3 separate regions of the Hordeum vulgare genome follow, and all the other regions are linked to region 1. The links are chromatin contacts, called in public Hi-C maps. All regions are on one chromosome and are shown on one strand. Each heading gives the region's core, a stretch centred on a gene start, on an enhancer-like site or on the middle of the called end of the contact. The rest is flanking DNA. Distances are from core to core; before and after follow the strand shown. Region 1 holds the start of LOC123426006 (importin subunit alpha-1b). Region 2 holds the start of LOC123426015 (heparan-alpha-glucosaminide N-acetyltransferase-like). Region 3 holds the start of LOC123426032 (protein disulfide isomerase-like 2-1).

Region 1 (3,695 bases), core at 284-2,783:
GCGCAGAGCATCGCCCATAGAAGAAGGATTGTGCGAGGAAGGAAATTTACTAAATAAGGAAAGCGCTACCGCCATCGTCCTTAACAGACATGAATGCACTATAAAGAACACTTGAGAAAATTCTCCCATGCCGTTGAACGCCAAGTTCGGATCTAAGATTGAACTCGCCGCCGTCCAGGGTCCATCGGCGCCATCTTCTTTCGTGTCCGAGCCAGATCGGTCTGCCGTAGAAGGTCCTCGCACTGGATTCTTTCGCCCACCTCCGGATTCACCAACACCACCGTCGGGCACCGCCTGACAGAGATTCAAGCCCTCACCCCCTTCTCCAACAACAACAACCAAGTCTTCAAAGCTGTCCCCAACTAAGGATGGCAATTTTACCCATGGGTACGGGTACCCGTGGGTATCGTACCCACATGGGCAGGGTATGAGCACACTTTTATACCCATGGGTAGTACCCATACCCTTCCTATTAAATCATGGGTAGGGTACGGGTATAGCCTCGTACCCATGGGTATGCCCATACCCTACCCATTTGTGAAGTAATGTTATGTTATCGCCAATTAATCACTAATTTGTCATGTGACTCATCTACTCCTATTAACTTATGAGTATGTTGTGGTTTTTCAGTTTTGCTCATGGTCATGTACTCATCTACCTCTTGTCGAGCCAAGATAATTCAATTTTGTGTCAAATGTGCTATTAGTGAGTGTAAAATTGGGAACAATTTGTGTACTATTTGTTCTACCCGTTGGGTATCCAATGGGCACAGGTAATCGTCAGGTATGGGTATGGATAAAGTTTTATATCCGTGGGTATAGGTATGGGTAGAATTTTATACTCATTAACCATACGAGTATGTGTATGGTATTGCTCTACCCTGCTCATACCATACCCATTGCCATCCTTATCCCCAACAAGCCACCCCTGGATCGGTCCTCCACGTCGGTGTCGGAGCCGCTTAGGCTTTGGTCGCCAACGACGAGAGGGTTAGGCGGTGGGAGGTGGCTAGGGTTTTGCGATCGCCTTAGCTCCCCTCTCTCGTGCCAACAATTGTTATACTTATAACTTTTTTGCGGGGTTGAATCACGTATAACCAAATATATTAGTAGTACATTCATTTCTCGACAAGTATTTCCGGACGGATGGAGTACTTTGGAACATAGGTATCCATTTTGAAGCACTTGTGCAAGCTCAACTAGAAAAACATATCATGACTCAAGTTAATAGCTTGAGAGACAAATCATTTGAATTTTAGGTTTTGATGTTAATGCCGTTGAAAGAAAATTGGAGCATGTGGTGAGTTAGAATCCCCGCAAAACCAGCAAGTACCCGTAACCGTCATAAAAAGAACAAATAGTACCGCAAACTTGCGAGCCAAGTACTCCGGACATTCAAAATTCAAATATGCACAACTATTTCCATATGTACCCTTGCGATACCGTGTACATCCAGCTCTCAACCACCGTCATACTCCCAACTTTTCCTTCGGTGCCTCCCCTTGAGCACCTATAAAAGCACCCCACCTCGCCCACACATCTCCCCCTCCCGTTCCCCCTTTTCGAATCGAGCCCAACCGCATCGTGCGTGCGCACCCCCCCACTCCCCCCTAGGGTTTCGTTCGAGGGTTCTCCGACGATGTCGCTGCGGCCCAACGAGCGGGCCGAGGTGCGGCGCAGCCGTTACAAGGCGTCCGTCGATGCGGAGGACGGGCGGCGCAGGCGGGAGGATCAGATGGTGGAGATCCGGAAGAACCAGCGCGACGCCAACCTTCAGAAGAAGCGCCGCGACGGGTTCCCGGCCGGCGCCGCGTCCGCCGCCGGCGGCGCGCCGCAGATGGGCCACTCCTCGGCTCTCCAGCAGAAGGTACGCACCCCGTGGCTCGTTTTTCCTCTCTCGATCTGACCTATTCGTCAGGGCTCGGGTTGGGGATTCTCGATCTGACCAGTTCGGATCTGTGTTCGCGTGCAGCTGGAGGGCTTGCCGGCGATGGTGCAGGCGGTTCTCTCGGACGACAACACCGTGCAGCTCGAGGCCACCACCCAGTTCCGGAAGCTGCTCTCCATCGGTGAGACTTGAATTTACATCTGCTGATGTCTCTCGAGATTATTTTTGCCCTAGTTGAACTATACGGGATGAAATTAGGATTGTTTCTGGCGAAATCGTGGATTAATAACGCGAGAGGTCCACCAGTTCTAGATTCGCTCGTGGCTAAACAACGCGTATAGGTCTTGTATACTTGTGTATTAGGTGGGGGCAACTCAATTACTTGTCCCCATGCCACTTTCTGAGATTTGAAATTCACTGAACATGTCAATTCCATTCATCTTTTGGATGCTCCTGCACCGTATCTAATGTTACTACTACTCATAGTGATCGATCTAACTGTTGCCTTTTTAAATCAATTTTCTGCTGATCTTTTGAGTCAACTGTTTGTTGATCTAGGTAACATTGTTTCAATAACGTGATCCTGCAATGCTTATGACAATAATAACTAGGGAAACAATGGATGCTTGTTTTTTTGGCATACACCATCTGTTAAATGTTCAACACTGATTAATTTACAATCAGTTCATTTTTTTTGTTTGAGAAAAGGTCGTACCTGCTTCTAATTCAAAATTGTGTCAAGTTCACCTGCTGATATGTTGCTCAATGTTTGTAGAACGAAGCCCTCCAATTGAGGAAGTGATCAACACAGGCGTGGTGCCTCGCTTCATTGAGTTCCTCACACGGGAGGACTATCCCCAACTCCAGGTGACAACAATCCTAATGTTATGTTAATTTGATTGTAGTTGCATTTAATCACTTAAAAAGTGGCACATGTTTACCTATTTTTTTTCTGTTACAGTTTGAGGCCGCATGGGCGCTCACCAACATCGCGTCAGGCACATCAGACAACACCAAAGTGGTTGTTGAGTTCGGTGCTGTGCCCATCTTTGTCAAGCTACTCAGCTCTCCTAGTGAGGATGTCCGCGAACAGGCATGAGAACAACTCAGGAGAATTTTTACTTTCAGAGGCTTTACGGCATTATGCTAATGTTGTATGTCTCATATTTCTATTTTTAGGCTGTTTGGGCTCTGGGGAATGTTGCCGGTGACTCTCCAAAGTGCCGTGACCTTGTGCTTGGAAGTGGTGGACTGTACCCATTGTTGCAGCAGCTCAATGAGCATGCCAAGCTCTCAATGCTCAGGAATGCCACATGGACACTCTCCAACTTCTGCCGTGGGAAACCACAGCCAAACTTTGAACAGGTTTAATTCTGGGAAGTTCTCTCATTGATTGAATTTGCTGTAAAAAATGATGCTTATGAGTTGATATGTTTGCGCCTGGGCAGGTCAAACCGGCTCTCTCAGCACTGCAGCGCCTTATCCACTCTCAGGACGAGGAGGTGCTCACTGATGCCTGCTGGGCTCTCTCGTACCTGTCTGATGGAACTAATGACAAGATCCAATCTGTGATTGAATCTGGCGTTTTTCCTCGGCTTGTGGAGCTTCTCTTGTAAGAGCATTTTTCATGTTCACCTTTTCCCTCGGCTACACATACACATGGTTGATGTGCTAACTCCTATTAATTTTTTTAGGCACCCTTCGGCTTCTGTTCTCATTCCAGCTCTGCGCACGGTGGGTAACATCGTCACTGGTGATGATTTGCAGACTCAGGTAAGCTTATTTGAGTGCCGCTCTCTTTTATATAT
Region 2 (3,457 bases), core at 624-3,123, 550 kb before region 1:
GGGGGCGCAGGCGCTGCGGGAGCTCGGGTCCCTGGGAGGCGACGGACGCGGTCGGGCCATGCGGGCCCTACATGTCATAACAGTGATTATAACTGTCAATTTAACGGAGTTAACTATTATGCCAAGTCAACACTTATGTGTGGGCCAACCCTATCATAATCGAGTTTAAACGAGACGAATTGGACACTTTACAAACTTGGTAGCTTTTAGTCACAGATTAGCAAAAAAGTGGTAGTTTTGGGGACAAAATCGTAAAGTGGTAGTTTGTAGGCACGGTTCGACGAATTGTGGTAGTTTTTTTGGTAAATACTCTCTTAACATGGTATCAGAGATTAGGTCTTGAGTTCAAGTCCTGTCTTTTGCAATTTATTGAAAAATTGTTGCTGCCCCCCTTTGTCCATGTATAGGCCTCTTGAGTCATATCTCTGAGTCTATCCACGTGTTGGCTTTTTGCATCACACGTGAGACAGGGTGTTGAAGTGCATATGTGGATTGCCTAGCCCTTTCCATCAGTTCGGACTGATGGGTAAACTGGTGAGCTGCATAAATTTGCAAGCAAGAGGAAGACACGAGGGGGAGTGTTGGGGAGCAATGTCCGTCCCTCTCCCATAGTTCGCACTTTTGGTTGCGTTGGCTAGTGCATGAATCTTAACAATTATAATATAGTACTTGGTATAGAAGCTAGGAATGAAAGGTTAAAGAAATGTTAGACAAACTCAACAGACCCTACTAAGGTTTACAACAATTTGGCCATGAGAATCTTTCATCTCTTTTCTCTTCTTTTTTTTTCGTGCGTACAATCCATGATCTCACTAGTGCAACTTCTACAACGAACCGTTGATTCCCAGTTTCCTACTTTGAAATCATAGTTATCTGATGATCAAAATGGTCCGCACACTTATAAAAGGCTTAAGCAAACTTTCAAGGCAAATGGTAGCCAAACTGAACATTTTTTGCTCCGTAAAGGTTTTACAAGGGTCCGGCATCCATGAAAATGGCAAAACAGATCCTCAAACTTCATTTTAGAGAAGTTGCAGTATGGTTAGGAGGCACTTAAGTACCTCCACGCTACAAACATATCAGCCGTTGCTTAAGATAAGGTACAACAGGTGCATAACATTCTGTAGGTTAGTAACAGTTGAAGACGCCCAAGATTAGGGCAAATGAAAAATCTAGCAAGCACCGAACCATTCCCCAGTCTCTAAGTCCCGACCATTTGGTTATTTTCATATAGCACGACCATTTGGTTGTTAGGATGGTTATACTACATCGTCTATAGTAGACAGTAGTAACTACTCCCTCCCTCCGTCCAGAATTACTTTCATCAAAATAAAAAGAAAATCCAGATCTAAAATACGTCTAAATACATTTATTTCTATGACAAATAATTCCGGACAGTAATTCAGTATACCTTAAAGACGAGGGCCGCGGAGACGCCGATGATGAAGAGGAAGGCCGGCATGACGAAGTCCGCCACCGTCACCCCCAACCACGGCGCGTGGTTTATCCCCGGCCACGCCCCGCCGGCGTCGTCCACGAGTATCATCATCTGAGCGAGCGCAAGCAAACACGATTGGCACGCGAATACGAAGAGAAACAGACAAGCCTGTGGGAAGATCCGAAGAGGTTAGGGTTCTACTGACGGCGACGGTGAGGCCGCGGAACACGTCGAGCGAGGCCACCCGCTGCGGCTTCTGCTGCCCGGGCTTCGCATCCGCCCCCGGCGGCTGCGGCAAAGGGGATACGGGGTATGGGAGGATCTCTTCTCCGGTATCGAGGAGGGGGCGGCGGCGGTCGCCGTCATCTCCATCGCTGGCGACGGCGACCACGGTGGCGTCCATTTTTGGGATCTCCTGCTGCTGTCGTATGCGGAGTAGTGTATTGCAGAGTGTTGTGGAAGACCGGACTAATAGATTTGATTCAGTGTATTTTATAGTAAACAATTATAATCACAGTAGCTCTCGTAGCTCAGTTGGTTAGAGCACCCGTTTAGTAAGCGGGAGGTCTTGAGTTCAACTCTCAACGAGAGCATTTCTATTTTAATTTTTCTTTCAGTTTCGTCAGTACGACCCTGGCAATAGCATTTTTCTTTCGGTTTTGTTCAACAAGAACATTTTTTTTTTCTTTTCAGTTTCGTCAGTACGACCCTGGCATAGCTGGTTTGATTTTCTTCTACTCCCTTTTCAATATATATATGCCTTCTTCAAATTCAAGCCATTACCTAAACATTAAAACATTAATCTGTTTTACCTTGATCATTTGTTTACCATGTAAGGTATTTCATTACTTTTTAGCACAAGCATGGAGTAGTTGATTTTTTTTCTTCTTTTTTTTCAATATCTATTTTTTTTCAAATTCATGCCATTAGAAAAACATTCAAATATCATTTATCCTTTTTACCGACAAGCTGGGAAGCATCTAAACTATTTCATTATTTTTTTAGAACAAACATAGAGTAGTTGATCTCTTTTTCTTTTCTTTGAATACCTATGCTTCTCCATATTCGCGCCATTAGGAAAACATTCAAATATTATTATACCGTTTTACCGACAAGTTGGCAAGCATCTAAACTATTTCATTATTTTTTAGGACAAACATAGAGTAGATAATTTCTTTTTCTTTCTCTTTTCTTTGAATACCTATGCTTCTTCAGATTCATGCCATTCGAAAAACATTCAAATATCATTAAACCGTTTTATGACTAGCTGGCAAGCATCTGAGCTATTTTAAAAAATTAGCACAAACATAGAGTAACTGATCTCTTTTTTCTCCTTTTTTCAATATCTATGGTTCTTCATTTTAGTATTTTTAGCACAACCATGGAGTAATCGATCTCAATTTTTTTCTCAATATCTATGCCTTCTTCAGAAATTTAAAAAACAGCTAAAACATCATTAATTCATTTTACCCACAACCTTAGAAGCATCTAAAGTACTTTAGTTCTTTACCATGACCATATAGTAGTCTATCCGTTTTTTTCTCCTTCTTCGATATGTATGCCTTCTTCAAATATCATGCCATTAGGAAATCACTAAAAAGATTATTACTTAATTTTACCCACATTAAATCTATTGGCACTCCAAGCTCGAACTATTGTTGGTTCATTCTGTGTAGAAACCTTTTATGAATTATTATCTCCTTTCTAAAAGAAATGATTGTATAGAGTTTCATGCATTATGAAAACGTCGAAGTATAGGTTGGATTTTCATTGTTTCGATTGGATGACATTCTTCATTGATTATATTAGTGATGAACATCCAGATAAACACATAAATTGATATGTTATTGCGTGTGGAAGTTGTTACCATCCTTTCTATGTGCATCACTCAAATTCAATGGTAATTGCGATTACACAATGCCCTTATATATAATAGCACATTGAGATATATGTTGGTGAGTAAGGGCGCCTAGTGGGAGGAGCAATTATCTTTATTTCACTTTTGTTAGTAGGACCCTA
Region 3 (3,202 bases), core at 464-2,963, 730 kb before region 1:
ATAAATCCATAATTCATCGGATCTCGACAAACACACCGCAAAAGAAGATTACATCGGATAGATCTCCATGAAGATCATGGAGAACTTTGTATTGAAGATCCAAGAGAGAGAAGAAGCCATCTAGCTACTAGCTATAGACCCGAAGGTATATGGTGAACTACTCACGCATCATCGGAGAGGCAATGGTGTTGATGAAGAAGCCCTCCGTATCCGAATCCCCCCTCAGACAGGGCACCAGAACGTGCCCCAGATGGGATCTTGCGGAGACAGAAGCTTGCGGCGGCGGAAAAGTATTTTCGTGGATCTCTCTCGTGGTTTTGGATTTTTTGGGGATTTATAGGCGGAAGAAGTAGGGCAGAGGAGCCACAGGGGGCCCACGAGCCTGCTAGGCGCGGGCCCCCGTGTCGCGCCTAGGGGGCTTGTGGCCTCCCCTGGTGCCCTCTACCTTGGTTCTCAAGCTTCCTGTGTATCTTCTGTTCCGGAAAAAATTCTTTTCGGAGGATTTATTCCGTTTGGACTCCGTTTAATATTCTCCTATGAAAAGGATCAAAAACACGAAAAAAACAGGAACTGGCACTTGGCATCGAGTTAATAAGTTAGTCCCAAAAAAGATATAAAAGGCATACAAAACATCCAAAGTTTGACAAGATAATAGCATGAAACCATAAAAAATTATAGATACGTTGGAGACGTATCAGGCCCCCGAACACCATCGCATGGCACGAACTCCTTGACACATTAGCTCTCCACGAACCGAAGTAAACCAGATTGATGATCACACCTGCTCGCATCTAGAGCCTTTGGGAGAACGAAGTCTCTATACCGGTCCATCGTGGCCACCCCACCCTCGGAGCCCTTTGAGTTGATCTCGTCGATCAGGCTTCCTCTGAAGATTGGGATCTTCATGTGGCAGTGGATCCACGATAGGACCCCCTCTGTAGTGGATGTGCCTCCTATGTGGGACAATTGAGGACTCCAACCACATATTCTTTGCGTGCATGACCGCCCAGTTCCTCTGGTCCTCCCTCCGCGAGGCCATCGGTGACTGTTGGTGTAACACCAAATTTCCTGACCTTTTCACCGAGATCCAGGCCTCCCCCTCCGCGGGATACCACACTAGGTGGCTGGTTATTGGGGTCCTCGTTTAGACATCGTGGACGGTTTGTGATAAGCTTGTGATTCAACATGTTCTTCGCTGCGTGGCTGATGTCGTGTTTAAAATGTGTGGTTACTTGCAGCTCTCGCGGCCGCCTAGTCGCACCCAGGACGAGGACGCCGTCAACTCATTCATTGCTGATCTCCGGGCGATGGCCCTTCGCTTGGCGTCGTCGCTTCCTTCTCCACCACCTGAGCCGGATTAGCCCCTTCGCTTTACGCCATGTCCGCCCTTTTTTTTGTTAGGGCTTTGTTGAGTTGTGTCATGAGGAGAACCCTCCCGTATTTATGTTGTGTGTGTTTGGATCTGTTCTTGTTCGAATTTTGTGGCTGTGGTGGTTTGCCTTATTTATAAAGTCTGACTAAAGCCTTTTTCGATAGTTTTTAGGGACACTTGAAAATTAAATGCTTTAAAAAATAAACAAGATTTGAAATTATATCCTTCTATCCAATCGGGCCCGTCGCTGGCCCACCAACTACTAGTGCAAGAATGGTTTCAAAAAAAAAGAAGAAAACTACTAGTGCAAGACGGACAGGTGCCAACCATATATTAACCTGCTCACCCGGGTCACCCGAGCTCGCAGCAAAACAGATCATGGCGACCCCTCAGATCTACCGCAAAACCCTCCTCGCCGTCCTGCTCCTGCTCGCCGCCGCGGCGCTCTACCCAGCCGCCGCCGAAGGCGACGAGGTGCTCGCCCTCACGGAGTCCACCTTCGAGAAGGAGGTTGGCCAGGATCGTGGTGCGCTCGTCGAGTTCTACGCTCCCTGGTCCGTGGCCCGCCGCATCCCTCCCTTGCCCTCCTTACCTCCTCGTATCACGACGTTCTCGTGTAGTTTGACCTGCGCGTGCGCCGCATGGATCTGGATCAGTGGCTGCTTTGCTTACTCCACTGGTCGCAGACCTCGGATCTCTGATGGGATCGTGCCCAGGTTGCCGCTGGAACGGATCGTAGCGAAATTGTAGCCCGGAGTCGAGCAGTCTAGATGCTACTGGACTGACCTCCCGTTGAAGTGGGAAAATATCGGGATCTTTAGCTAAAACAAACGATCTGCCTTGTTCACGCTGGCAGGCTGAACTGTTTTCATCTCCTTTTGACGTGCACTAGAATTGGAATTGGTATTAGCCTGTTGAGAATTTTGCTGCAATTCGGATCTCGGTCTTTGGATCTCAGATTCACTATTGTTGGAAGAAAAAAAAATCTGGGCACGAGAGTAGAAACGGTCTACTTGTAGGAGATTTGGATCAAATCTTATGTTGTGGTGATTTTACTATACCTTTGAAAATAGGCTTACACGCTCATTGTAATAGTGAGTAGAGCGTTCACTTTAAGGCTGATCTTTGATGTTGTTAGATATTTGGTGGGTTGTTCTGGATGTAGAATGTTTATCAATATACGAACCAATCCTAATTGGTCGGAGGCAATTGCATTAAAATCATGCCTACTATTTCTGTTAGTCTCATATTTATTATCTTGTTTGTAGAAACTAGTTCCTTCTTCGATGACTGTACTTTCCTACTCTTTGGTTAAATTATTTGATGATTGTTTTCTGTTTTATAGGTGTGGCCACTGCAAGAAGCTTGCTCCAGAATATGAGAAGCTTGCTGCAAGCTTTAAGAAAGCTAAATCAGTCTTGATTGCCAAGGTAAATCTTGTGCTTTTGAAAGTGTTTTGTACATTAACTGTTATTTGCCTATCATGATGTTACAGAGTATAATCAACAATTGTGGAGTATTATAACATATAACATAATACTGTTATTTGCCTCTAAATTGCATAGTGTTTGTTATGGTATATTTACTAAGTTTCTCTCTATCCAGGTTGACTGCGATGAGCACAAGAGTGTGTGCAGTAAGTATGGAGTTTCTGGCTACCCCACAATCCAGTGGTTTCCCAAAGGTTCTTTGGAGCCCAAGAAGTGAGAATGCACACTTTGGTTTTGATCAATTCACTTGTTATAAAATAAAATCAGAAAACTTAATGTTGAACTCATTGTTTAGGTATGAGGGTCAACGCACTGCTGAAGCCCTTACAGAATATGTTAA

Evidence for each region. Hi-C and Micro-C count contacts between places; a contact is called where the count stands out from the background.
Region 2: a contact with region 1 is called in a Hi-C map of leaf, with 4 times the contacts expected there. The contact joins the promoter of LOC123426015 here to the promoter of LOC123426006 in region 1. A contact is called at or near these places in 2 of 6 Hi-C or Micro-C datasets (leaf and seedling) and 1 of 1 datasets of contacts at active chromatin or transcription factors (embryo).
Region 3: a contact with region 1 is called in a Hi-C map of seedling, with 4 times the contacts expected there. The contact joins the promoter of LOC123426032 here to the promoter of LOC123426006 in region 1. A contact is called at or near these places in 2 of 6 Hi-C or Micro-C datasets (leaf and seedling).

Annotation. Positions count from the first base shown.
Region 1 is chr1H:93,941,263-93,944,957 of MorexV3_pseudomolecules_assembly, reverse strand. LOC123426006 (importin subunit alpha-1b) reads left to right here and starts at 1,533. Exons shown (of 11, transcript XM_045109787.1): 1 at 1,533-1,866; 2 at 1,972-2,068; 3 at 2,663-2,754; 4 at 2,849-2,980; 5 at 3,067-3,252; 6 at 3,336-3,499; 7 at 3,582-3,660. The coding sequence starts at 1,639.
Region 2 is chr1H:94,496,513-94,499,969 of MorexV3_pseudomolecules_assembly, reverse strand. LOC123426015 (heparan-alpha-glucosaminide N-acetyltransferase-like) reads right to left here and starts at 1,873. Exons shown (of 13, transcript XM_045109797.1): 1 at 1,644-1,873; 2 at 1,412-1,549. The coding sequence starts at 1,841. It overlaps TRNAT-AGU (a tRNA gene), which reads left to right and starts at 1,958; the gene lies at 1,958-2,031.
Region 3 is chr1H:94,676,921-94,680,122 of MorexV3_pseudomolecules_assembly, reverse strand. It overlaps LOC123426032 (protein disulfide isomerase-like 2-1), which reads left to right and starts at 1,713. Exons shown (of 11, transcript XM_045109817.1): 1 at 1,713-1,926; 2 at 2,718-2,802; 3 at 2,978-3,075; 4 at 3,158-3,202. The coding sequence starts at 1,751.